7 separate regions of the Mus musculus genome follow, and all the other regions are linked to region 1. A link is a contact called in public promoter capture Hi-C data. All regions are on one chromosome and are shown on one strand. Each heading gives the region's core, a stretch centred on a gene start, on an enhancer-like site or on the middle of the called end of the contact. The rest is flanking DNA. Distances are from core to core; before and after follow the strand shown.

Region 1 (3,446 bases), core at 640-3,139:
AATGTGTCACTAAAAAAAAAAAGCTAAATGGCCCTTTAAAATAGTTAATGATTCTATAAACACCAGCATCAAGCTATTTATAAAGTTATTTGTAAATGTCTGGAGCATTTGCCGAAAACTGTGAATTAATTTAGGTTTTTAAAACTGAATAAGGTTTGAACTCTAGTCCATGGGTTCAGATTCCCCCATTTTCTGTCTTAGAAACATATTCTTAGGTGTCATGGCATGCATTTAGGAAGCAAAGGCGGGAAGATCAGGAGTTTAAAGTCATCCTTGGCTGTAATTTTCCCAGCCTGAGATAAATGAGACCTCTCTTAAAAGACAATAAACCGTGAGCTGGGGTGATCCCTTAGTGGGTACAGCATTGGCTTCAAAGGAGTGAGGACCTGTGTTCAGATTCGCTAGAATCCACACACAGCCAGACGCAGTAGCAGGCATCTGTACTCCAAGCAAGATGGGAAGTAGAGATGGGCTATCTTCAGTTTCTGAGCCAGCTACCCCAGCATATGCAATGGCAAACAATAAGAAACCCTGCCTCACACAAGGTGGAAGGCAAGGGCCAACACCAAAGGTTGTCTTCTGTTTGTAATAGAAAGTGGGATATGGAACAGGTACACATATTGAAAAAAAACATTTTGAGACAGAGTCAAGCTTTAGTCCAGGCTGGCCTCAAATTCCATATTTTCCTGTCTCGGGCTCTCTCAATACTGGGATTATATCACACAAGCTTGACCTCCTCTTGCAACATCATCTCTAGCCAAGATGGTGAGAGAGTTACTATGTAGCCCTGGCTGGCTTCAAACTCATCTCAATTCTCTTGCTTCTGTAATGATTCTCCATGCAGCACCAACACCCTTCAGACACCACACTTCAGACCACTATTCCACATCAAACTGCCTGAGTGATTATGACAAACACAGATGTGTGTGTGCGCGCTCGTGCATGTGTGTGCAAGTGTGTGTGTGTGTGTGTGTGTGTGTGCGCGCGCCAGTGCACATACATACAAAGGCCAAGAAGTCGCTCAACTGCCTCCCCTCTGTAACGTTTCAAACAGCTTCTCTCACTGAACCTTAAGCTTATCATTGGGGCTAGGATAGCTGCACAGCAAGTTACTGGAATTGGTCTTATCTTGGGTTTTGAGAGGTGGGGTTACAGGCACAACTGGAAATTTGAACTCATGTCCTCACACTTTCACAGTTCTTTCCCACTGAACCATCTCCCCTTAATCATATTTTAAGAAAGTGCCTAGGGAGACCCATACAATAATTTTGTTTGTTTGTTTTCTCCTTATTTGGGGCCCATGTAACACTCAAAGCAGCTTTTGTTTGAAAATGATGACCCACCCTGCTTCAATGTTTTTGGAAGGAAAACGACTGAGCTTTCTCCCTAAACTTAAGAGCAGGAGGACCTCATCGCTATTTCCCAACTTTGCAGCCACATCTTGGGCTCACAGCCGGACCAACCTGGGAATCAAGGCAGAGAGTCACTCTGTACACCTGGCACTTTTGGCCTCGCCCCATTTCCCACAACTTCCAATCCCAAGCGTAGTTATTGTGACTGACAAACGATCAGAGCACTTCTAATTGGTTGCGAAGGGCTTCAGCTCCTCCTCCTCAATGGCCCCACCTCCCTTTCATTCTGAAAGAAAGAAGTTTGCTCAGCAGTCCAATAAGAAGCTCCCTCATCGAAAAGATCCCGCCTTTTTCGGCACCGGCTCCGCCCCAAGGACCACAGGAGTGCCCGCCTCCTCCAAGGCACGCTTGTCCAGTAAAAAAGCGCGCTGCCCAAGATAGAAGACTTCCCAACCAATAAAAGAGTTTCTGCGCGGCGCCGCCCCGCCCTCCGCGCCTTCCCCTCCGCCCCTCAGCCGGCCCGGCGAGTGAGGGCCTCGGGGCGGCGGCGGCGGACGCAGCCTGAGGGAGCGGCGGGCGGGGCGGCGCCTGGCCCGGCAGGGCCGCGCCGGCTGAGGGGCGTCCATGGCGCGCGGGCCCCAGCGGGGCGCGGCCGCGGCCTGAGGGCGGCCATGTCCGGGGTGGTGCGGACCCTTAGCCGCTGCTTGCTGCCGGCCGAGGCCGGAGCCCGCGAGCGCAGGGCGGGCGCGGCGCGCGACGCGGAGCGCGAGGCCCGACGGCGCAGCCGCGACATCGACGCGCTGCTGGCCCGCGAGCGGCGCGCGGTGCGGCGGCTGGTCAAGATCCTGCTGCTGGGCGCCGGCGAGAGCGGCAAGTCCACCTTCCTCAAGCAGATGCGCATCATCCACGGCCGGGAGTTCGACCAGAAGGCGCTGCTGGAGTTCCGCGACACCATCTTCGACAACATCCTTAAGGTGACGCGCGGCCCCGCCCACACACACCTGGTCCAGGTGGCGCGCGGGCCCCGCCCCCTTTGTTCTCCACGGACCCGCGACCCTGCCACCCGGCGCCCCTCCCTTCCAATAGGGACCTCAAGCAATGCAGTTGGGGTTACTCCCGTGACCTCCCAGGGGCGCGATAGATTTGCAGAGCCCTGGACGCTTGGGGACCGTGGGAATGCAAGCTGGACCACTCTCAGGGACTTGGGTTACAAATAGGGTGTTAGGGCTGGACACGTGGATTGAGGGTCGCCAACTCTCCCTGTCCCTCCAGCATGCAAAGTTTATAGTGTAGGTTGGAGGACATCAGCCTTCGTTTTTTATTTGTAAATGAGAATTGACCATTTTATTCCCCCCACCACACACACACACACACATTATATCATATACCCCAGACTGGCCTTGAACTCACTCTGTAGCTAAGAATGACCTTGAACTCCTGATCCTTTCTCTCCTCAACTTCTCAAATCCTGGAATTACAGAGGAGGAGGGCGCTGTGTCACCATACTTTGTTCGTGTAGTGCTGGGATTGAATCCAGAACTTCATGCGTGCTAGGGAGGACATTACTAACTAGACTAAGTTGCCAGTGTTTGTATTTTTGAGATAGGGAGTCATGAAGCCCAGGCTGGCCTTGCCATGTAGACAAGGCTGACCTTAAACTCCTTATCCTTCTGACCCGTCTCCCCAGTGGTAGGATTACAGGCATGTGCCACCCATACTTTGTTCTTTAAACCTTTTAGTATGGTGATTTAACATACACACCAAGTTAGGTGAGATGTTAGAAGGAGCTTCGAGACACCCACTACCCAGCATTGAAACAAGGGTCAGTTCTGTGCCAATCGTGTTCGTCCCTAACCACCTCCCTACCTGTACCCCCGGCCTCACCCCGACCCCAGTCTCCAAGTTAATCCAAGATATATAGTTGTATTAGAAAACATCTTGGTATGTGACACTAAACCTGCTTTAAAAGCATATGTACAGGACCATTATAGAACTAAAAAAAGGAAGAGGAAAAAAAAAATTAGACTAGGAATATGGTTCAGTGGGAAAGCACCAGTCTAGCAAGTACAAGCCCAAGGCGTCCAACCTCTACAC
Region 2 (3,446 bases), core at 504-3,003, 1.9 Mb before region 1:
TTCCCATGATGCAGTCTCCCAGACAGCGTGAGAGGTTTCTGCCTGGCTGAGGCCACACCATCCGGGAAGGCGGACGTGTTCGGCATCCTGCCAGGCTGCTTGCTCTGGCTCAGTCAGCGTGGCGGGCAGCTGCCACCTACACTGTCCCCATGGCTTTCATCTCTCTCCTTTCCCAGCCCCCAACATGCAACATCCAGGGTCTCAGGTCCCTCCTCTCCTACATCCACTTTAATTAAAATTCAAGGGCATACAGATAGACATTGGAAGGGAAGCTCTTCTCCATGCTCCTGACTTCGGACCCCTCAGTGCTTGTCACGAAAGCATTGTGGATGATACAGGACATTTATTTAGTTTTCAGACCATCCTTGGCACCAAACACCCACCTAGAGGGTGAGAGAGTACTTCACAAAGAGGGACTGGGTGGTTGCTAGGAAAAATTTAGCTACGCACACTTGGCGTTTTAATAGTGATGCAAGCCACCCCTAAGTACCCTGTGGGTCAAAGAGGGCTCCGAGCTCTCAGTAGTCCTGTAAAACTAGGCACACAACACCAGTCTGAAGAAGAGATAACCAAAAAGGCAGAGGAGGGCCAAACCCACAGCCAGACAGCTCTAACTGAACCCTGACCCGGCTGACCACCACTGGCCTCTCTCAGATGCTGTAGGGATTGTCTCTCAGGCTGCTTGCCCCACATGTGCAGTCGGCAGAAGAGGCAGAAAAATTACATTTCACTTGGAAAGCCAGCCTGCTCAACCTCCTCGGGCCTTGAACTTCTGGCTCCAGCCACAAGTCTTGTTTACTAAGATGCCCTTGGATGCCCCTGTCCCGTGCCCAGACGTTGTTTAGGGAGTCTCCCTCAGCATCCTAAGGCTCCACTCCCCGCTGCAGGATTGTGGGTTTTGAGCTACTTTGGGCAGCTCCTCTGAGTGCCAGGGGACAGATGACTGTAACATCAATGCCACAGACTGGTCAAGGCCTGGGATGCCCGCAGGGCAGAGGGGTAGCCCAGGCCCATCTCTCTCCATGCTTTAGGTTCCTGCACAGTCCGGACACTAGCAGACCTTGATGTTTCTTCCGCAGGAAGCACTAGCAGTATCAAACTTGGACCCCGGCCCACAGGGCCACCAGCAAAGAGAGACTTCAGGGGCAACTCGGAGGTCGTGACCCAGTGCCCAGGCCCCGCCTCTGTCATAACCTTTTTCAAAACTAGAAGGAAGCTGGCTGGGCAGAAGGGCGTGATGGAAGGAGATGGGTCCGGAAGGAACTTCAGGTGCAAGGTCCCCTGAGGTGTGACCAAGGGAGGACATAATGCCGTGATCCGGCTCGGCCAAGGCCACCCGCGTCTGTCCCCTTCTAGAGCCTGCGTCCCGCCCTCGCAGCTCGGATGCAGGGGATCTTGCACTGTGCGAGGGTACCCATCCTCCCCGGACAAGGGGTGCGGCAACCATCCGGTGCCTGGGAGGGCGGAAGGGAGAGGCGGCGCGACTGGGGCCGCGCGCCGCAGACAAAGGCTCCGACAGGTCCCCGCCGGCGTCTCCCTGCCACCTCCGTGGCGACACTCACCTCGGGCGGCCCCAGGCTGGGATCCTCGCTGCCTGCCTGCCGCCCGCGCCCGGACCCTTTGCGCTGTGCCCCGCTTCTCGAGGCTTGGGACCGGGCGCGGCGGGCGTCCTGCTCGGTGTCCCGGTCCGCGGGCCCGGGTCCGTGAGCGCGTGCTGGGGGCGCAGCAGCTGCAGCGAGCTAGCCCGGCCCACGCCCCGCCCGCCCTCCTAGCTCCGCCCTCCTAGCTCCGCCCACCGCGTGACTCCGCCCAAGTCCCGCCTCCAACCACACTTTTCACCATCCAGATGCCCCGCCCACCCTCGTGGCCCCGCCCCTCACACCCCGCCCACTCCACAGGGCTCCACCCAGGTCCGGCCTCCAGTGGGGCCTACGGCCACTCAGTCTCCCAGTCTCCCTGCCCACGCTACATCCACTCTGTATAAATCCGCCCCTAAACCCCTCTTTCTCTCCTATACACTCCGCCCAATCTCTACCTGCGCTCTCCGCCCCTGGCCCTACCCAGTCTTTACCATATTCCCCGCCCCATTTTCTTTACCTATGCTCCACTCACTCTATATGACCCCGCCTCTGGCTCCGCCTCTGAACTGCCCACTCTAATGCCCCCAAGCCTCTTTGCTGTCTTCACCCTCGTTCCTTCTGTGCCCTTAGCCAGCCCCAACCCAGACCACAGAGCCTGCCCCCTTTCCCTGCCTTCCTCTCCGCTGGCCCTAGCCTCACCTCTATTCTTTCTTCACCCCTATTCCTTCCCCGCTTCCCTTGATGCGTGCTGGGCCCTTCTTCCATCCCCCTCTTCCCCTGCTCCTACTTCATTTGCCTAGTTCCACCCCCATTATTCCCACATGCTCCACTCTCCTCCTCTGGGCCCACTTCGTCCCACCTACCTGGCCTCACCTCTAGCCCTCATACATGACTTCTTATTCACTACCTGCTAGCTCCGCCCCATCACTTCCCTGTGCCACGCCCCCATGGCCCCTCCCACAGCCTTCACACCAGCCCTGCCTCTCTGCCCCGCCTCCCACTCCCATGCTTGTTTCCCCCACACTACCACTCCCCGACGGCGTGGACTCATCCTATGCTGGACCGTGGCTTTCAGCATAAGCGCTGCCTCTACCCATTCACACTCCACTTGTCTTTGCCCACTTCTCTCCACTCTCAGGTTACAGTATCTGACAGTCTAGCATACAGGAAGGTTTGGTGTCTTAGCTGGCCGTCCTCACTTCTCAGTCCCTTCACGATTCTTGCCAGGCTTAGTCTCCTGGAGCTCTAGGTGATCTGCGACAATCTGGGGCTGGCACTGATTGCTTCAGTAGGGCCTATTCTGACCCTGGTCCTGGCCACATGCCCCATGGGGGCCATAAAGATAAGACCAGGAATTAAGTGGGAACAGTACCCTAAGTCCTTACAAACTGGGACCTGTTAATGGGGGCCAGGAGTCTTCAGGACCGAGGCACAGAGAGATGCATTTGTCTGGATACCCCTCCTCTTGCCTGCATTCCCACTTCTTCGTGGAAGCCTGCTTGGTTCTACCCATGCCTGGGGGCTTTCTTGTCATCTTGCTAGCCTCTCTCTCACAGAGCAAAGTTCCTAGAAGTGTCTGTTTTTTTTTAATGGTCTCTTCTTACCGTAGTTCAGGTTGGTCTAGGATTCAGGGTTCTTGTGCCTCAGCCTCTAGAGTGTTGGAATGACAGGTGTGTATTACCATACATACCAGGGAACAGTGTGTGCCCCCTGACCTTCTTTCACAACTCTGTAAGCCACAGAGGTGACCTGTTGGAGGCTCCAGTGAGTTATAACAATGTCAATGTGCAAGCCCCCAAGGCTTTGCATAGTCTACAGCTCTGGGGGTATGATTGTAGCTCAGTACTATTTAAACTACGTGTGGTG
Region 3 (3,446 bases), core at 689-3,188, 1.8 Mb before region 1:
TCCCTGCATAGCTCGAACCTACAATTCCTTCCAACGTAGGTTTCTAGATCTCTTTGGCAAGTCAAAAAATGACACAAGTCTTGTTTTTAAATACTAACTTCATAACCTAGTGGGTTCAGGGCTGAGGGAGGGGTGTCTCAAAATAAGTAAGTAATATTAGAATTTCCTAGTGATCCTCAAACCCTGATGGTTCAGAGGCCAAATCACTACTGGTTAGAAATGCTTTCCTCCCACCTGCATGGAGCCTGCTTACTCACTAGGCAAATTGCAACAGGTTGTCCCTGTAGCCTTTGTTGTGCTGGCTTTAGGACACGACACAATTTTTAGCAGCCTGAACGTGTGAGAGGTACACACCTGCCAGTGTGCATACACTTGTGTGGAGGTCAGTTGTTTAGGCCAGGTGTCTCCCTCTTTATTTACCAAAGTAGGGTCTCTTCCCTGAACCCCAGAGCTCACTGACCCTGCTCATCTAACTAGCCAGGGATCTGCTGGGATTATAGACAGCTGCCTAGCTTTTCTATGGGTGCTGGGATCCCAACTCTGGGCCTCAGAGTTGTGTGACAAGTGCTTTATCCACTGAACCAGCTCTCCAGTGCCCAGGTCCACTATTACTTCTGGACTCAGTGTCTTTAGCATTCTGTTCTAATGTAGAAAAGACCCAGTGTGTTACAACGGAAAGAACACCAGGAGAGCAACCTCAGGGGATGAGAACCCAAGCCTGCCCCATCCCACTATTAGCCAACTTTAAGATCCTGACAGACTCTAGCCCTTTCTGAACTTCACAGTCTCATTTGTGGCTGGTCCCAATTTCAGGACAGCACCTCCTTCTTGAGCTCGTCTAAAGGTCCAACTGAGCACCTGTTGCACCTCCCTCCACACAGGTACTTGCCATTCTCCAATCTAACTTTTAAGTGAGGAAAAACAAAAGCCTCAGTCCCTGCCTTGCTAATGCTATTGTGCCAGTAGCGACCAACTACTTAGTGTGATGCCAAGTGACCCATTCCTCCTCCTCTTACATCACTTCCTCTTACTCACTTCCCAAGATGGCTCTTCTCCCTTCCAGTCCCATAACTCATCCATCCTTCATCAGAAACCTCATCTATTACCTACCTTCCAGGTATGCCAACGAGGCAGCCTTGAAGAACCAGATGGGGAACTACAGGAGTTCAGTCCGGTAAAACAGTGGACCGGTACGAAGGTTCTTTTTTACCCCAGGAATAGCCCACCTCACCCCCTTTTGAAGCTCCCAGACCCCTTGAGGATAAAGTCTCAGATCGAAGGCCTGGATTACTACTGCCGTTTGGTCCTTTTTTGGAGGAGACCAAAGTTACTTGCCAGAAAGGTCGGCAGAGAAGAAATAAGCAAACAGAAAAAGAAAAGCCATGAAAAGCGACAGAAGCAGTGAGGATACAGATGTATAGAAAGGGGGAGGCGGGCGATGCCCAGGATGGCCGCAAAACCGAGTCCGGGTGACAGGCGCAAACCGGCGTGCACAGTTCCTTCCTAACTTTGCGAAAGGCCAGGTCTCAGGACAGGTGGATGGGGGCACCCCGAGTTCCATCACCTCCCCCGGCCCAGGAGGCAGCAGCGCTCGAGCGGCCGCGCGGGCTCAGCACGCCCCCCGCCCATACCCCTCAACCTGACCAGCCCTGGTCTCTGCCCCGGCCCCGCGTCCGCGCCCGGCCTTACGTGTTATCCTGGTTGAAGTTGGCGAACAGCAGCTGGCCGGCGCCGGCCTCTCCGCTCTGGCTCGCCAGGTTCATGGCTGCGAGCGCGCGACGGCCTCGGACCCCCCTTGGCGGGAGCGCGCGCAGCTCGACTCGGGCGGCCCGCGGGAGCACGCTACACTCAGGATCGACGTCCGGTCCGGCAGGTCGCCCCGCTCGCCGCCTCTCGCTGCGCGGGGACCAACTGCCGCCTCATCCCGTCCCCACTCTTGTTTATGCTCCAGAGCCGGGACGGGCTGCGCGCTTGCGCGGTCCCGCCCACCCTCGCGTCGCACGGCGGCGTTCCGCGCAGGCCCGCTGCGTAGGCCCCGCCTCTTCGCCGCAGGCATCCGCGGGTGTTTCCGGTCGACTGCGCATGCATAAAGGTGCGCTGGTGGGTGCGCCTGCGCGTGGCGGAGAGTGGGCGGGGGCTTGCTGTCTGAGAACGGCGAGTTACCTCGTTGGTCCTGAGTCGTTGATCATTGTTCTAGGAACTTTGGCGCACCGCGTTGCTCGAAGAGAATGTCGCACGTCCGTTTTGCAGATTTGAAAAGCGAGGCGCAGAACTGCAAACGATTTGCCAAATGTTGGGTCTGAGACTGGAAAGGCGCGTGCGGTCACGGTCCTTGGGACAGGATTCTACTTTAAATGTATTGGTCCGTGCAACAGTCTATGGGAAGCACCTTTCTCTCCTTCCCGCTGCTTCCCTTCTTTCCTTTCTCTTCTTCCCTTCAAGGAGATAGAAATGTTCTGGTGGCGAAGGTCCTGGAGAAGAGAGAGACTTGTTCTGTGCTGTTAGAACTGAACCTCTAGGCAAGAGGCTGGTAGTTCCCAAGAGCAGTGTGCTGTCCTTGAGGACAGTTAAGCGGGGAGCAAAGTCGAACTTTGTTAGTACAGCCAGAGGGGCAAAGATGGCAAAGTTGTTGAGGAAAAGATGGCGCACACTTTCCCACCCTTCCTGTTTCGTGTTTTTGTTTTGTTTGTTGTCTTTGGATCGGGGCTCATCTATCTTAGGCTAGCTTTGGACTCTGTAGCTGAGGTTGACCTTGAATTCCCGGTCTTCCTGCCTTTACCTCTTAAAAGATTATGGAGCTGCACCACCACGCTTGTTTAAAGTAGCCTTTAAAATGGTTTGCTTTAGCCTTTGGAGACCTTGGCTCTTCTGGAACTCACCATCTTAATCTTCAATGCATAGAAATATACTGCCCTCGGCCATCTGCCCTCCGTCCTCTGCCCTCTGGTGCTGGAATTAAATGTGCTACGATTCCCAGCTTTTCTTTTTTTTTTTTTTAATGAATTCTTTAAGAATTTCATGCAAAGCATTTTGATCATATTCAACCTCACCACCACCCAGATCCACTCTTCTTCCCTACCCACCCAACTTTATGTCTTTTTTTTTTTCAGTCTTTCTTTTTTAAACCCACCAATTCCATTTTGTGTTGCCTATATAGTTTTGGATATGGTCTTCCACTGGAAGACCTATCGGAGATCATACATACCCTTGAAGGAAATTGATTCCCCGTTCCCAGCAGCTACCAGTTAACAACAGCTTAGCTAGGTGTGAGGCTTCATGCCCATCTCTCTTATACATACATCTTGCCTGGCTTAGCTTGCACAGGTCTGGTATATTCCACTGTGAGTTCATGTGTGTAGCTGCCCTGCTAGTCCAGAAAACACCATTTCCTTGACAGTATCCAGTGCCTCTGGCTCTTATAGTCTTTCAGACTCTTCTACAGTGGT
Region 4 (3,446 bases), core at 417-2,916, 1.8 Mb before region 1:
TCTGAAAAAAAAAAAAAAAAAAGTGAAAGGGGACCAGAGATGTAATCTAATCATGGAGTGTCCATCTAGCATGTGCTGGAGCCTGAATTCAACCTGTAGCACTGGGTAAAAATAAGCAAATTGAGACGATCAGGGGGCTATGGACTTAGGAAGGGGGAAGCCATGGTGGAGGAGGAGAGGACTTGTCGTCAATTTGGGGACCCATCTGGTCACCTTGCATACATGGTCAAGAAGCAGAGAGATGCTGGGCCGGGGTGATGCACACCTTTAATCCCAGCATTGAGGCAGAGGTAAGTGGATCTCTGAGTTCAAGGGCAGCCTGGTCTACAGAGTGGTAGCCAGGGCGACCCAGAGAAACCCTATCTCTAAAAACAAAACCGCCACCACCAACAACAAAAAGAATCTAGGAGACAGGAACTCTGGCATTAAGTTCACAATATTTCTTTTATTCAAGGCCAGCCCCCAGCCCAGGATCAAGGTCCAGCTCACATTTAGGGGTGGCCTTCCTTCCCTTACCCAACCAATAAGATCCCTCACAGACATGCCCAGAGGTTGTATCTTTGGTGATTCTAGATCCTGCCAAGTGGAAAGTCAACAATAGTAGCTGTCATGAACACCAAAGACCATCTTGCCCCTGCAGCTCCCTCAAGGGGTGTTCAAAATGTTCAGAGACAGATTGGGTTCCCACGTCCTCCAAAGATGTCACGCCCCCCCCTAAAGCAGAAAGCTGAATCTGGTGGCTGGTGAGCCAGCTCAACAGGTAAAGATGCTTGTCTTCAAGCCGGAAGACCTGAGTTTTGTCCCTAAGTTGTCCATGGTGTAGGAACAAAGCTAACTCCTGCAAGTTGCCTTCTGCCCTCTACACGCATGATAAATACGTAACTGCAGGCGGCTGGAGAGCTTGCTCAGCGGTTGAGTGCTTCCTGTGCATACAGAGGATTGGAGTTCGAATCCCAACACCCGCTTCGGTTGCCTCACAACTGCCCCTAACTCCCGCTCCTGGGGATCCCAGACTTCTTATCTCCACACACTTGCACTCACATATGCACATAGCCCCACCCCCACCCTGCGCACATATACACACATAAATTAAAAATAAATGCTTTAAAATATTAAAATGCAATAAAGTAATAATAAAAAGAAAACTGGAGTTTGAAGACATGAGGATAGACTTGGGGCTGTAGATTCTGAACATGATGGAATGTCCCCATCTTGGTACTGGGATGTGGATGTGAATGGGGATTGGGGCAGGGGGCAGGGGGGAGGGGAGCAGCGGCGAAGGTGGAATGGGAGGGGGTGGAGCAAGATGGTTCCTAGAGACACAGAGTCCTGGATGGTAGGGTGGATTCAGGGCTAAGAGCCTGCAATAAGTAAACTGAGGGTGCCACCTAGTTCGGTCCCCAGGCGTCCCCTGTGGCTTTGCAGTGCTGCCCGGATGGCAAGCCGTAACAGAGGCAGTTCAGTCTAGTCCAAGCTGTCTTCTGCTGGCTAGAACAGCAATGGGGTGGAGGGGACCCGGGGAGAAGCTAGCAGGAGGGAGGGGGCCTCCCAGCCGGGCGATTGGCAGCGTGCGCCCAAGTCCCCCCCATATCCCGCCCCCGCCCCGCCCCCGCCACCATCTGCTCGGGATTTGCGATCCGGGAGACTCCAGGCTCAGGGGCTCGGGGCTCCGGAGGCAACTGATCGGGTCTGTTCAAGGCCCTGGAGCAGCCCGAGGATCTGACACCTTTCCAACCTGCTGCGCCTCCCGAAGCGGCTCCTGGTGTTCCCGCGTCCCAGCCCTGGTCTGGGCGCTGATGGAACCGCGGCGATGTTCACTCTGGCCAGGCTGCTGGATTTCCAGAAAACCAAATATGCAAGGTGAGTAGCGGGTCAGGGGGTGATAGACAGGGGCCAGGACACCAAGATCCTTCTTTCCTTTCCCCACTGTCTGGAGAACTGGGCTCGATGCACAGACCCCGTTGCCTGGGGCTAGAACAACCCAGCTTCTTCATAACGGAGTGGTAATTGTCACCCCGCTTTTGCGCTCAGCGCAGCGGATTCTCCGAGTTTCCTTTTTCCCCTGGGCGAGGTGCTTCTTCGGTCCAAAGCTCAGTTTCCACATTTGCGACCCGGTGAACTCTGAGAGTCTCCACCATTCGGAACCACGGAGGATTATATGAGATGATCCTTAGAAAGCAAATCTAAGGGTGGGGGAACTGCTCCATCCCTGTGGAGCTCTCTGGGGTCCTCCCTGAACCCAGATTTCTTTTCTTTTCTTTCTTTTATTTTATTTATTTATTTTTTGAGTCAGGTCTCACTATAGTAGTCCTGGCTGGCTTGGACCCTCCTTTGTAGACCAAGCTGTCCTTTGACCTCACAGAGCTCTGTCTAGCTCGGGAACACTGGTCCTTCTTTTCCTGTTTTCGAGACAGTCTTGCTACATACCCTAGGCTGGCCTTGATCTCACTATGTAGCCCAGGCTTGTCTTGAACTTAATTCTTCAGCCTTAGCCCCCCTGGATGCTGAAATTAGGGCTGGGACTCACAAGAGTATATTTTAGTTAACATTTTGTATACCTGATTCCCATCTGAACACGTTAGTTGTGAGTTATTTTGCATTGTGTTTTTTTAATACGAAGTTTTCATTATCTGGTGTGCATTTTGATTTGATTTGGTTGTCTTGAACGAGTATCATTATTATTACTATTATTTTTATTGCATGTGGGGTTGTGTACCCCACACATATATGGAGGTCAGACAATGTTGTGGAGTTGAATCTTTCCTTCCCACTATCTATGAATTCCAGAGATTGAACCCTGGTCTCCAGGCTTTTGTGGCAAACTCCGTGACTTGCTGAGCCATCTTGTCATGCCTTTCCTAGTCCTTTTTTTAATTTTATTTTTAAAAAATGTCTCATTCTATAGCCTAGTAGCCCAGGCTTCTCTGAAACACACTATGTGGCCCAGGTCAGCCTTACACGGACAGCAGTCCTTTGGCCTCAGCCTCCTGAAGGCTGGGATTACAAGTGTGGGCTGGTATGCCTGGCTGCTCATGGAGATGTGATTGCCTCTGTGGCGGATGGAGAGATAGGCCTTTGAGAAAAGACCCGGTCGTAGGAGATAGAACTGTTTCACTTGAGTAAATGGTGAGCCTCCAGGCTCACCATTTCTCTGCACACTTGCAGATTTACTGCCCCAGAACTGAAGCCAGCAATAGACTTGGATGTTCCAGTCTCCAGAGCCTCTGTTCTGTGGATCCTAAGCTGGTCCCTAACTCACAGCTGGGGATGGTCTCAAATTCCCGATCTAAGTGCTGGGTTAGGTTTATGGATGCAATGCTGGGGACTGAACCCAGTGCCTTGTGCATGGTAGACGAGTCTACTGAGCTACTTCCCCGGCCCACAAACTTCTAATTCTTTCAGCTAGCATGTCTCGGGTGTTCTGTTCCGGCAACGGAAAGCAGATA
Region 5 (3,446 bases), core at 457-2,956, 1.7 Mb before region 1:
GTGTGTGTATCCGAGCTGGGCTGGGTAAAGCCCCCAAGCATAGGACCTGACAGAAGAGGTGCTCTGTAAATGTCTGTCCCCTTCCCCTGGTCTCAAACATGGGGCCATTACTTTACAGCAGCGGTTCTCGACCTATGGGCCACAACCCCTTTTGGGATTGCATATCAGGTATCCTGCATACCAGATATTTACATCCCAATTCATAACAGTAGCAAAATTATAAAGTAGCAGTGAAATAATTCTATGGTTGGGGGTTACCACAACATGAGTGTTTTAGTTAGGGGTTCATTGCTGTGAAGAGATGCTATGACCAAAGTAAAAGAAACATTTATCTGGGCCTGCTTACAGTTTCAGAGGTTCAGTTCATTATCATCATGGTGGGAAGCATGGCAGCATCCAGGCAGGCATAGTGCTGGAAGAGGAACTGAGAGTTCTGCATCTCGATCCGCAGGCAGCAGGAGGCTGACCATATGTCATACTAGGTGTAGCTTGGGCATAGGAGACCTCAAAGTCCACCCCCACAGTGACACACTTCCTCCAACAAGACCACACCTCCTAATAGTGGCACTCTCTATGGGCCAAGCATTCAAACACAGAAGTGTATGGGGCCATATCTATTCAAACCACCCAGTGAGGAACTGTATTAAAGGGTTGCAACATTAAGGAAAGTTGAGAACTACTTCTCTACAGTATAGTTCTTGACAAACTGCCCACAAAAAGATATACTTCTCGGGTTAGGGTGTGCAGTTTGAGATCACTGAACATACCAGAGAGAAGTCAAAGCAAAATACATTATTTGGGTCAAGGACCTAGAGCTGATTTGGTCCCATTTTGCATGGTTTAAAGTTAGTCTGCCATAATTTGACTTGTGTTTTTAAAATTCTGGCTGCTTAGGGTTGAAGTGATTCAGTTGGTAGAGCATTTGTATTGCATACATGAGGCCCTTGGTTCGATCCCCAGAACTACATTAACTAGGCATGGTAGTGCAAGCTTGTAATTCCAACACAAGGACAATGGAGGTAATAGCATCAGGAGTGCAAGGCCAGCCTTGGTCACATGGAGTTTGAGGCCAATCTGGCATCTATGAGACCCTATCTAAAATGTAAAATAAAATTCTACGAAGGATACATTAAAATTAAAGAACTGGGGTTAAATGCTGACAACACACACTATATACACGTATGCAATTGTCAATGAATAAATAAAAATATATTCAATAAAATAAAAGTCTGGCCTTCCTGTCCCTGGTCAGTTTCATGCATATTCAGTTATGTACCTGTCCATCTTTGTCCACCCCTCCACCTTCGTCCACTAACTGGGGTGGAGGCCAAACACCACCTACTTGATCATAGAGTACACAACCCCAAAGCAGGGGGGCCCAAGAACAGGCCACGCCCTTCTTTCCTGCAGCCCCGCCCCTTGAGATACCACGACTCGACTTTGGGAAACTAGCCCCGCCCCCTTGCCGAGGCCACGCCCACTCAAAGGCCACACCTCTTAGAGAATCGTTCTTACCGTTGGGGACCAGAAGGGGGCGCTAGCGCACAGCCTATCTTTCTCGGTCGGCCAGGCCCGCCCTAATACATGTGACCCCGCCCACTCGAGGCTCCGTCTCTGCCCATTGGGCGCTGAGGTGTCAAGTTTCTGTTCGTCTCGCCCGACTCCCCGCCCTTAGAGGCTCCGCCCCCAGAGGCCCCGCCCCTTCGGAGGCCTCGCCCTGTCCGTTGCGCGGCCGGCAGGAGGCGCTTCGAGCCGGGCGCCAGCTCGGCTAACGGCGGGCGTGGGAGCCGCGCGCGGGGGACGCAGCTGACAGGCTGCGCTGAGGTGAGTGCGGGGCGCGAGAAGGAAGGTCAGCAGAGGCCGAGGATGGCCCAGGAGGTGCGGCTGGGCCACTGCGGGGACCCGCGGAGGGTGCGGAGACCGCGGGCTGAGACACGGGTGGCGGGGCACGCGCTGGGGCGGGGCCGCGCTGGTCACGGTCCCCACGGCGAGTCCGGGCGCGATGGAGGCAGGCTTGCTCGGTTGCCATGGAAACCGGCGAGCGCACGGGGCCTGGAGCGGCCCGGGGGAGCTGCACCTGAAGGCCGGGTGGGCGCGGGTTGCGTGGCCCCGTGGACTTCCAGGGGCAATCCGGGTTCCGTCACTCGTGGCCAAGGGACCTTTCCAGGCCTCAGTTTACCTGGTAGTGCTTTGGAGGTGCAATCTAACCTGGAACAACCCGAAAGAGCTCAAGGCGGGAGTCCCGCACTCGCCCACCAGGATGGTGGTGACACCCCCGCCTACACCCGTCCCGCATCGCGTCTCCTCCCCATCGGTGTGCCCGCGAGAGGCATTGTTTCTCCAGCTATTTCTGTATCATTTCCAGCCAGTCCCCCGACAAGTGCCGCGCCTGAGACAGATGCTGAGCTGGAGCTCCGAGGCCCTCAAAGGGATCTGGCTTCTGTCCCTGGGGAGCCCTGGGATGGGGGCCTGACAGGCTGCAGACCTGCCCGGCCCAGCCTCTGTCGCCTGTCGAGTGTTTGGTTAATCTGAATTACCAAAAAGAATTTGATTACTGGTGTCTCTCGGTGCTGCGGGCCACCTCTTGTGCATTCCAGAGAGGAGCTTCTCTTTAATCCTGCTGGGAGAAGTCAGTCCCTTTTTGCTAAGTGACTAGCGGCCCAAATGAAACCTGATTGAATTATGCTTGCCTTTAAAGCCGCCCTCCAGCTGGAGCCATAAAGATAGGATTTGTGGATGAGGGGAGGAGGCTAATGCGCCGTCTGCAAAGTTGACTGCTCAGTTTTTCTTCTGTTGGAATGATAATGTGTTCCACATTGTCCTGTTGGAACAGAGACGTCCCTCCACCCATGTCAGCCGTCGTTGACCTCACTGCCTGCCTGGTCTCTGTGACTTAACCTTACTTTTTTTCCTTTTCTTTCTTTTTTCTCTTTTCTTCCTTTCTTTTTTTCTTTTTTAAAAAAGCAGAATCGGAGAACAAGAAAAGAGACAATTTCTGAGGCAGCCACGGCGAGAGCCCTGCGTGTACTCTTGACTCTCTGGGACCTGAGCTGTCCTCAAATGTTTGTGTGTCAGAGGCGAGAATGAGGCAGAAAAAGGAAAAGACAGGTCATACTTCCAGAAAAACAGATCTGGTTACCCAGGGCGTACTCGCCTCTGTAGGACTTTCCCTGAATTCCAAGTGGCCTTTTGAGAAACATTTTTGTCCTGTGTGGACAAACAGGCTCCACTCTTGATTCTGTGATTAGGAAGGAAAGAGGTCTACAAGCCACTCAGGGCCACCTCAGGGCCCACTCTTTAGTGGCCGTGGGGAGGATGGGCATAAAAAAAAAACCCAAACTTTCTGAAAAACCAAGAAGCGAAAGCTCGGCATTCACTGGGACTCGGGGCCCTTGAGGAGAGACGCTGGTGAGGAGTGAGTCACACCCACCCAGGTTCTGTCATCT
Region 6 (3,446 bases), core at 344-2,843, 1.7 Mb after region 1:
CCACCCCAGCACCGGACTTCCACTTCCGTTCTGTCCTTCCCGGCAAGGCCCTAAGCACTAGGCCCTGCACTGAAATTCTCTCAGTGGATGAGCACATGAGGACACTTCTATTAACAGAAGCACATGGTTTCAGGACTGTCAAGCAGAAAACTCCCAGTACCTGAGGGACGTCATCGAAGAGTCTTTGAGCAAAGTGGGAAAGGACATCATCCACCGAGTTCCCACTGCCAAACTGGATCACAGTGCCCGTGGCTTCGATAACGGCTACCCGGACCTTCCAGTGCTGGTGGGAGATGGTCTGCATCAGGGGGCCTATCAAGGACTCCGATTGCATGTGGAAGTGCTCTGTGGGATTAGGGAGGCTGCTGGTTATGCGATACAGCTGCATGGGGCCCTGTTCTGTGGCTACCATCAAACCTTCCTCTGGCCTCTGCTAGCCTCAGCTCCCACTTTTTCTCTCCAATGGTGCTGGGAGCTGCTTATGCTCCAGGCATCCGGAGGGATATATACACCTATTTCACAAAGTTGGCTCCCCCCTACCCCCGGGAAGACTTTAAACACTAGGTAGGGCCTCTTAACTTTTCCAAACTCTAGTCTAGAAGGAAAAAAGGGAAAAAGCCCTGATCAAGCAGGGCTGTAGATAGAGGGTAGAAATAAACGAGAAGCAGCCTCCCTTCATCCAGGAAGTTAGTGACCCGTGTCAGAGACAGAGAAGACACTGGAGTAAAGAAACTGAGTTGAGTTGTCCTTTCCCACATGAGTCCCATAACCCAGCATAAAAATGATCATGAAATGGGTGTGACACAGGTCTGAGAGTCTAGCACTTTAGGCTGAAGTAGAAGCAGCGTTATGTTTGACACCAGCCAGGGCTACATGGTGAGATCTCTTGTCTCGTGCCCCCTCCCATCGGAAATGACCTTACGAAGGAACCAGCCCACTTTAGTTCAGTTTCTGGACATCTAGGTAACCAGGGAAGCGGATAGGACGCTCACCCGGAGTGGCACGGGCCAGAGCGGCTGCGCACTCGCAGCCCTCCCGGCGCACCGCAGCGAAGGGGTCGAGCAGCGCGGCCCGCAAGGCGCGCACGGCGTCGTCCAGGTGGGGCGCGAGCGCGGCGCCGCCCAGGTCTACGGCGAGGTGGAGCAGCTGCACGAGGGCGAGACGCAGCTCCTCGCAGGGCTCCGGCGGCGGCCGCGCGAGTTCAGGTCGGGCCAGGCGTGCGCTGAGCGCCGGCAGCAGACGCGGCAGAGCGTCGCGGGGCCGCGCGGCGCGGCGCAGGCCAAGGTCGAGCAGGTGAGCGGCCAGCGCGCGGCAGCCCTCGGCCGGATCGCTTAGAAGCCGCAGCAGGCGCGGCAGCAGCAGACGGGCCCAGGGGCCCTGGAAGGCCGCGGAATCCGCGCCGGGCCGCACCGCCTCTTCCAGTACCTGCTCCAGAGCCTCCAGAGCGCGCCGCCGCCCCAGCTTACTTTCCGTCTCCAGCCCCGGTAGCAGGCGGCTTAGCGCGCGGGTCAGTTCCGCGGCTTCAGCCGCCTCGGTTAAGCCCGGGGCCGCGGCCACCTCCGCCTCCGCCGGCGCCGCCATCTTGAGCGCGTTGCCTGTCTCCAAGGGAACCGGCGCTAGTACGATGGTCCGAGCACGCTTTACGGCAAGACTTCCGGCTGCCTGGGTTGCTCGAGGCTGAGTGTGCGCCCCTTAGGAGTGATGCTGGGGGAGGGGCAGGGAGTAAGGGAGAGGCGGGGCCAGGGAAGTGGGCGGGCAAAGGGCTTAGAGGGCGGAGTGACGGGCAGGAGGACGAGAGAGGCTAAGAGAAGCAAGTGTAATTGGCTAGGTCCGGGAGTCTGGGGTGGGGCGCGAACCTTGAGGGCGAGGCAGAAGACAGCAAGCTCGGCAAGGGCCTTGGGCGAAAGAGGTAGTGGGCGGTACGAGGGGGTTGGTAGGCGGGACACGGGCCTCTTGGGTAGGGGCTTAGTGTAAAGAGAGGGGAATAAGGGATAATGGGAGGGGAAAGAACCAAATAGGCGGGGTGTGGACTTCGGGAGCATTGCAGGAGGTGGCAGGCGGAGCCCTGGTTTTGTGGGCGGGGCGAAGAATAAGGGTCTACGGGAAGGAGGCGGGGCAAGGAGTAGTGGGTTGGATGGGGGGGTAGGTGGGCGGGGCATGGGCCGCGCAGCTGGCTGACAAGTTTCAATAATAGGTGGGGTGCAGGTTTGGGGAAGGGACATAAAGCTCGAGGGAGGGGTGGGGGTCTGAGTAAGGTGAAGCGTGAGGATTGAGGTGCCTGAGACAAGGGCTGACAGGTGGGACGCAGGCCTTAGGGCGTGGCAAATGGCTAGGGGCGAGGCCAAGAGTGGGGCTGTCCTGTGCCTGAGTCTGGAACTTGGCCTGAGTGGCCAAGCTTCTGCAAGCCTGCACCTTCAGGTTCCTTTCCTCAGGGGCAGCTTAAGCTGAGGTTCTTTCTAATGGTGTAGATATGGCTGATCCTTACTGGGTTCCTCAGAGGTCATGAAGAAGTCAAGTGTGAATCTGCCACACGGTCTGACCTCAGTTTAGACATGAGGTATGCTCGATGGCTGGAAGTGTTTTTTTAGGGGGTCAGAGATGGTATTGTCAGTGGTCAGGACCCCCCACTGGGCACTTCCTAGGCCTGACTCAGTGCTGCATGACTTGGGCATCCAAACGAGTCACATCTGAGAACAGGCTTATAATGTTAGGGGTTGGGTTTTGTAACAAATTTGGCCTTTTTTTGTTGTTGACATTAGTTTTGTGGGAAATTGGTGTGAACCCTTAGGTGTTTTGAATGTGGCGTGGAAGCTTTAGGGGAACCATGTAAAATTGCTTAGGGTGGCAAAAGAGTTGTGAAGAGAGGTGACTGGCCAAGCAAAGGCTTGGTGTTAGAGGTGTCATGGACTCGTATGTCAAAGTCTTAAGCCTAGTCCATCAGAGTGTGAGTGTCTGGAGGTAGGATCTTTGCAGATGTCAAGATTGAGATATTGGGGCTAGCTGCTATCCTCATAAGGGGAATTTGGCATAGATGTGCAAGCCGTGAAAAGGCTTTGTGAATGTTAGGTGGGCAGACGGCAAGCCCAGGGAAGCAGCCCTTCCAACTTCATCTTAGCCCAGCATCCCAGTATGTGAGGGTTGTGGCCGGCCGTGGCAGCTGAAGCTGACGGTGCTTGTCTGTGGCCAGGGGACCTCTTAGGGGAAGGAGAAGTGTCTTGTAGGGAACAAGGGGATGTGCAGGACAGCCAGGATAGCCTTTGTCTCTCTGCAGGGAGCCAAGGAAGATGCTTTACGTGGAACACTGAAAGCTAAGTCTGCACTTTTAAGGATGCCTGTGGCTGCTGTGAAGGTTGGGATGGGCCAGCAGGGATGGCCTGTAGGTCCTGTGAGCAGTAATGAGTTTGCCTTTCCTGTTCCCTCCATCTAAATACAGCTCAATACCCCAC
Region 7 (3,446 bases), core at 254-2,753, 1.6 Mb before region 1:
GCCATGATGAAGGAATTGCCCAGCGTGGTGGTGGCGCACGCCTTTAATCCCAGCACTTGGGAGGCAGAGGCAGGTGGATCTCTGTGAGTCTGAGGCCAGCTTGGTCTACAGAGTGAGTTTCAGGGGCCACACAGTAAAACTCTGTCTCAGCCATCTCTAAATAAATAAATAAATGGATCAGTTGTCTGTGGGCGCTGAGGAAGAGAGCCCCCAACTTCCTAAATCATGGCTGACAGTCCCACTATGGTGTCCTGACAGGGCTGATGGTTTGCAAACTGCCCCCATTTTGAGCCTGTCTGTCAGGTACTTGAACTTGGTTCTGCACTGTCTCTGCAGGTACCACATGTCCCAGGCCGAGGAAGGTCTCCAGTAGCTTTCCTACCACCCTCGCCTGCTTTGTTTCCTGCATCCTCCACCCAGAGTCTTATTGAGGCACCTAGAGAACAGGCTGGGTGAGCAAAAGGAGATACAAATGGCCCAGGGTTGTACCCAACTGGGGCAGTGATAAACCACAGATGCTATGAGACAGGATAGCGTTATTTTTGTGTTGGCATGAAAAGGTTACTGCTTAAAAATGAAAAGTACCCACCCAGTACTGAAGGCAAAGGAGGGCTGTGGGCCCATGGGGAGACTGTGTGGCTGGGTCACCAACCATTTTCCTAATAGATCTTAAGAAAACTGTCTTTGTTTTTTAATTTATTACATTTATTTATGTACATGTTGGGGTGCTCGAGTGGAGATCCAAAGACAACTTGCTGGAGTTGATTTTCTTCTTCCTCCCCGAGCCCCGGGGGTCGAATCGAGAGAGTCAGGCTTGGTGGCAAGGTCATTTACCTATTAAGTCCCTCTGTCTTCGGAGTACTGTCTTGTTCGTAGACTCCAGACTTTTAACTCTTTCAGGCTCTGGGAGATCCCAGAGATCTTAACCATTCTAAACTTTCCCCACGAGTGGCCCAGCTCAGAGTCCAGATTTGTCCCTTTGCATTTTCAGTTTACCAAATGCATCAGGTCTGGGCTTCGGGTAGTCGTTTCCTTCGCTGAATCACGTACCACCAAGTCTTGGGCTGGCTATTTGGGAAAGAACCTAGACTCTCAGTGCAGGGTCAGCACTAGCATGGACCCAGACACGATGAGGAGGATCCCTTAGCTGAGTTGTGCGCCTCACATTCCACGCAGGTCGCCCTGAGCCCCGGACCCGGCGCCACACGGAGACCCGAACCGTGCAGCGGGACCACCGCCTCCCCGCTCCTCCCCGGCTTCGTCTCACGCCCCGTGGCCCCAGCCCCAGATCGGCAGACCTGGCCTGGTGCAGCAGACTTTCCGCGCCCGCCGAGAACATGCCGACACGGCTCCAAGCCCACCAGTGCCCGAAACGTTGCCGCGGACTTCCGGGATCGTGTCACATGACGTGTCATGTGACCGGACTGTGTCTGCCCTCTTTCGCCCCACCTCTTACCCCCGCCACCACCCTCCCGCGTCCTGGCTGGATCACGTGGGAGAATCTGGAGCGCTAGCTGACGGCTTCCGGTGCCACACCACGTGGGAGGGCCATCCCTCCCACTCCCCCGCGCAAAAGACAGACCAGCTTCCGGTCCTGCGGCAGGTGGGCGGGGCGGGGCGGAGGCCTTGGCCAAAATATTGCAGTACAGAAGCCAGTTCCCGCCTAGCTCCTGGGCTTCTCTCCACGTCAGTCAGCAGCCAGGGAGTCATGGAACCGTGGTCCTTGGAACCCAGAACTCCTGGCTCCGAAACAGTTTCCTTTGATCCCGGAACTGCCAGTGGTAGACTCTAGACCTGGAGAGACTAGGCAGGCACATAGTTTAGCAGTAGGGTGACTAGATTTACCCCAGTGAGAGGCTGGGGGCGCGACTTGGTGGCAGAGAAAGAACATCCTTAGCAAAAGCTGTATGGCAGACACGTTTTATAAATTCTGTCAGGCTCTTTGCTGCAGAAATACCCAATGTCTTGCTAGTCTTGGGTTTTAAGATGAGGCCCTGGCACTATTCACCTATTTGGGTTGGGAGATGGGTGCCTATTGCACACACAGAAAAAGGAAACTGGTAGTAGACTGAGGAGCTGTCACAGTGGGAAAGACACTTGGACCCGTGTCTTTCTGGCTCTTGCCAATCAATACCTAGTGCTCATGGCCTAGTAATAAGCAAGGCTTCAGGGAGAAACGGGCAGAAGTAGAAACGGCTCAGCTGGTAAAAGTGAACATGAGTACCTGAGTTCCATCCCTGGGTGGCCATATAAAAATAAAACCCACACTTGCAGTCCCAGCACTGAGGAAGTGGAGATCGGAGTATCCCTAAGGGTTGCTGGCCGGCCCTAGCTTACTTGGCAAGTCCCAGGCCAACGAGAGATTCTGTCTCAGAGAAGAGGTAGGGCAAGAAAGAAGACTCAGAACCTGAAAGTGATTGACACACAGGCCTGACAGGCTGAGTTTGGGTCCTCAGAAGCTACATAAAACCTGAGCCCAGTAGTGTAAGGATTTGTAATCCCAGCACACCTACAGGAGATGGAGGAGGCAGGAGACTCTCCTGAGGCTGGAGGATAAGCCGCCCTGGCTTATGAGATGGTAAAGAGAATCTGTCTCAGACAAGGTGTAAGTAGCCATGAGGGTGGGCACCTGAAGGCTGTCCTCTGATCTGCTCACGTCTCCTGTGGCCAGTGTACATATGCCTATGCCTCTGCATGTGAACACACACCCCACTTGAGGAACAGCAGCTGAGGTTGTCCTCTGCCTCCACACAAATACACACACAGGTGCAGTCACACCCAAAAACATGTACACAGAAAAAAGGGACAAGTGGGTTGTTTCTCACCTGGCTGAGTGTCAGGATGAATGCCAGGGGCTCTGAGGCAGCCGCCATGGGGTGGTGGCTTGAGTGAGAATGGCTCCCATGGGCTCATATACTTGAATGTTTTGACCCCAGTTGGTGGAACTGTTTGGGAAGGGTTAGGGGGTGTGGCCTGCAGTCAAGTGCCCAAAGCATCCCCCATTAGCTCAACTCTGTCCTGCAGCGGCTGTCTCAATATGTAAACTCTCAGCTACTGCCCCAACCCTATGCCTGCTTGTCTGCTGCCACGCTCCCTGCCACAATGGTCATAGACTCTAACCCTCTGGAACTTCGAGCTGCAAATTAAATGCCACCCCCTTTGTCACACCCTGGCCCAGCGGTGGACCTGTGTCAAAAGTCAGGGGAGATGGGCTAGCTCTTGCCATCTGTACACCATCTTGCATCCTTGGAGCTCAGGCACCGGCAAGACTCTACCTCACCCCATGGCTTCCTGGACTGCACACCTGGGAGGCATGCAAGGAAACACCTGGGGACCAGAAGCAGTAGTGCGTGTCCAGGCTATCTATTGGTCTGCCCTTCACAGTCACCCACTCCCAGGGACCACTCATACCCTTGGGTACATCTCTTTAATATATAATTTTTATT

Evidence for each region. Promoter capture Hi-C pulls out the DNA fragments that hold promoters and counts their contacts. Capture Hi-C pulls out chosen DNA fragments and counts their contacts.
Region 2: a contact with region 1 is called in a promoter capture Hi-C map of hippocampal neurons, with 7 times the contacts expected there. The contact joins the promoter of Slc29a4 here to the promoter of Gna12 in region 1. A contact is called at or near these places in 4 of 39 promoter capture datasets (the C10 cell line, cranial neural crest, hippocampal neurons and 1 more) and 1 of 115 datasets of contacts at active chromatin or transcription factors (astrocytes).
Region 3: a contact with region 1 is called in a promoter capture Hi-C map of adipose tissue, with 4 times the contacts expected there. The contact joins the promoter of Wipi2 here to the promoter of Gna12 in region 1. A contact is called at or near these places in 8 of 39 promoter capture datasets (the 3T3-L1 cell line, 3T3-L1-derived adipocytes, the C10 cell line and 5 more), 1 of 484 Hi-C or Micro-C datasets (CD4 T cells), 5 of 115 datasets of contacts at active chromatin or transcription factors (the 230-238 cell line, astrocytes, embryonic forebrain and 2 more) and 3 of 9 other capture datasets (adipose tissue, embryonic stem cells and liver).
Region 4: a promoter capture Hi-C map of hippocampal neurons shows a contact between it and region 1, with 8 times the contacts expected there. The contact joins the promoter of Mmd2 here to the promoter of Gna12 in region 1. A contact is called at or near these places in 4 of 39 promoter capture datasets (3T3-L1-derived adipocytes, cranial neural crest, hippocampal neurons and 1 more), 1 of 484 Hi-C or Micro-C datasets (cerebellar granule neurons), 3 of 115 datasets of contacts at active chromatin or transcription factors (astrocytes, embryonic forebrain and forebrain) and 2 of 9 other capture datasets (embryonic stem cells and liver).
Region 5: a promoter capture Hi-C map of hippocampal neurons shows a contact between it and region 1, with 14 times the contacts expected there. The contact joins the promoter of Radil here to the promoter of Gna12 in region 1. A contact is called at or near these places in 15 of 39 promoter capture datasets (the 3T3-L1 cell line, 3T3-L1-derived adipocytes, the SN4741 cell line and 10 more), 6 of 484 Hi-C or Micro-C datasets (the N1E-115 cell line, cerebral cortex, cortical neurons and 3 more) and 3 of 115 datasets of contacts at active chromatin or transcription factors (astrocytes, embryonic stem cells and forebrain).
Region 6: a contact with region 1 is called in a promoter capture Hi-C map of erythroid cells, with 24 times the contacts expected there. The contact joins the promoter of Dnaaf5 here to the promoter of Gna12 in region 1. A contact is called at or near these places in 1 of 39 promoter capture datasets (erythroid cells) and 1 of 484 Hi-C or Micro-C datasets (rod photoreceptor).
Region 7: a contact with region 1 is called in a promoter capture Hi-C map of adipose tissue, with 6 times the contacts expected there. The contact joins the promoter of Ap5z1 here to the promoter of Gna12 in region 1. A contact is called at or near these places in 10 of 39 promoter capture datasets (the 3T3-L1 cell line, the C10 cell line, cranial neural crest and 6 more), 22 of 484 Hi-C or Micro-C datasets (B cells, the C2C12 cell line, CD4 T cells and 17 more), 11 of 115 datasets of contacts at active chromatin or transcription factors (the 230-238 cell line, the NIH/3T3 cell line, differentiating embryonic stem cells and 8 more) and 2 of 9 other capture datasets (adipose tissue and liver).

What each region holds. Positions count from the first base shown.
Region 1 is chr5:140,828,874-140,832,319 of GRCm38.p6, reverse strand. It overlaps Gna12 (guanine nucleotide binding protein, alpha 12), which reads left to right and starts at 1,889. Exons shown (of 4, transcript NM_010302.2): 1 at 1,889-2,326. The coding sequence starts at 2,024.
Region 2 is chr5:142,700,408-142,703,853 of GRCm38.p6, reverse strand. It overlaps Slc29a4 (solute carrier family 29 (nucleoside transporters), member 4), which reads right to left and starts at 1,753. Exons shown (of 11, transcript NM_146257.2): 1 at 1,563-1,753.
Region 3 is chr5:142,628,076-142,631,521 of GRCm38.p6, reverse strand. It overlaps Wipi2 (WD repeat domain, phosphoinositide interacting 2), which reads right to left and starts at 1,938. Exons shown (of 12, transcript NM_178398.4): 1 at 1,690-1,938. The coding sequence starts at 1,763.
Region 4 is chr5:142,606,972-142,610,417 of GRCm38.p6, reverse strand. Mmd2 (monocyte to macrophage differentiation-associated 2) reads left to right here and starts at 1,666. Exons shown (of 7, transcript NM_175217.6): 1 at 1,666-1,860. The coding sequence starts at 1,811.
Region 5 is chr5:142,549,358-142,552,803 of GRCm38.p6, reverse strand. It overlaps Radil (Ras association and DIL domains), which reads left to right and starts at 1,706. Exons shown (of 15, transcript NM_178702.4): 1 at 1,706-1,824.
Region 6 is chr5:139,148,382-139,151,827 of GRCm38.p6, reverse strand. It overlaps Dnaaf5 (dynein, axonemal assembly factor 5), which reads right to left and starts at 1,593. Exons shown (of 13, transcript NM_001081265.2): 1 at 993-1,593; 2 at 161-345. The coding sequence starts at 1,581. It also overlaps a transcript of Prkar1b not described here.
Region 7 is chr5:142,461,988-142,465,433 of GRCm38.p6, reverse strand. It overlaps Ap5z1 (adaptor-related protein complex 5, zeta 1 subunit), which reads right to left and starts at 1,503. Exons shown (of 17, transcript NM_172725.2): 1 at 1,299-1,503. The coding sequence starts at 1,339. Foxk1 (forkhead box K1) reads right to left here. Exons shown (of 9, transcript NM_199068.2): 9 at 3,419-3,446.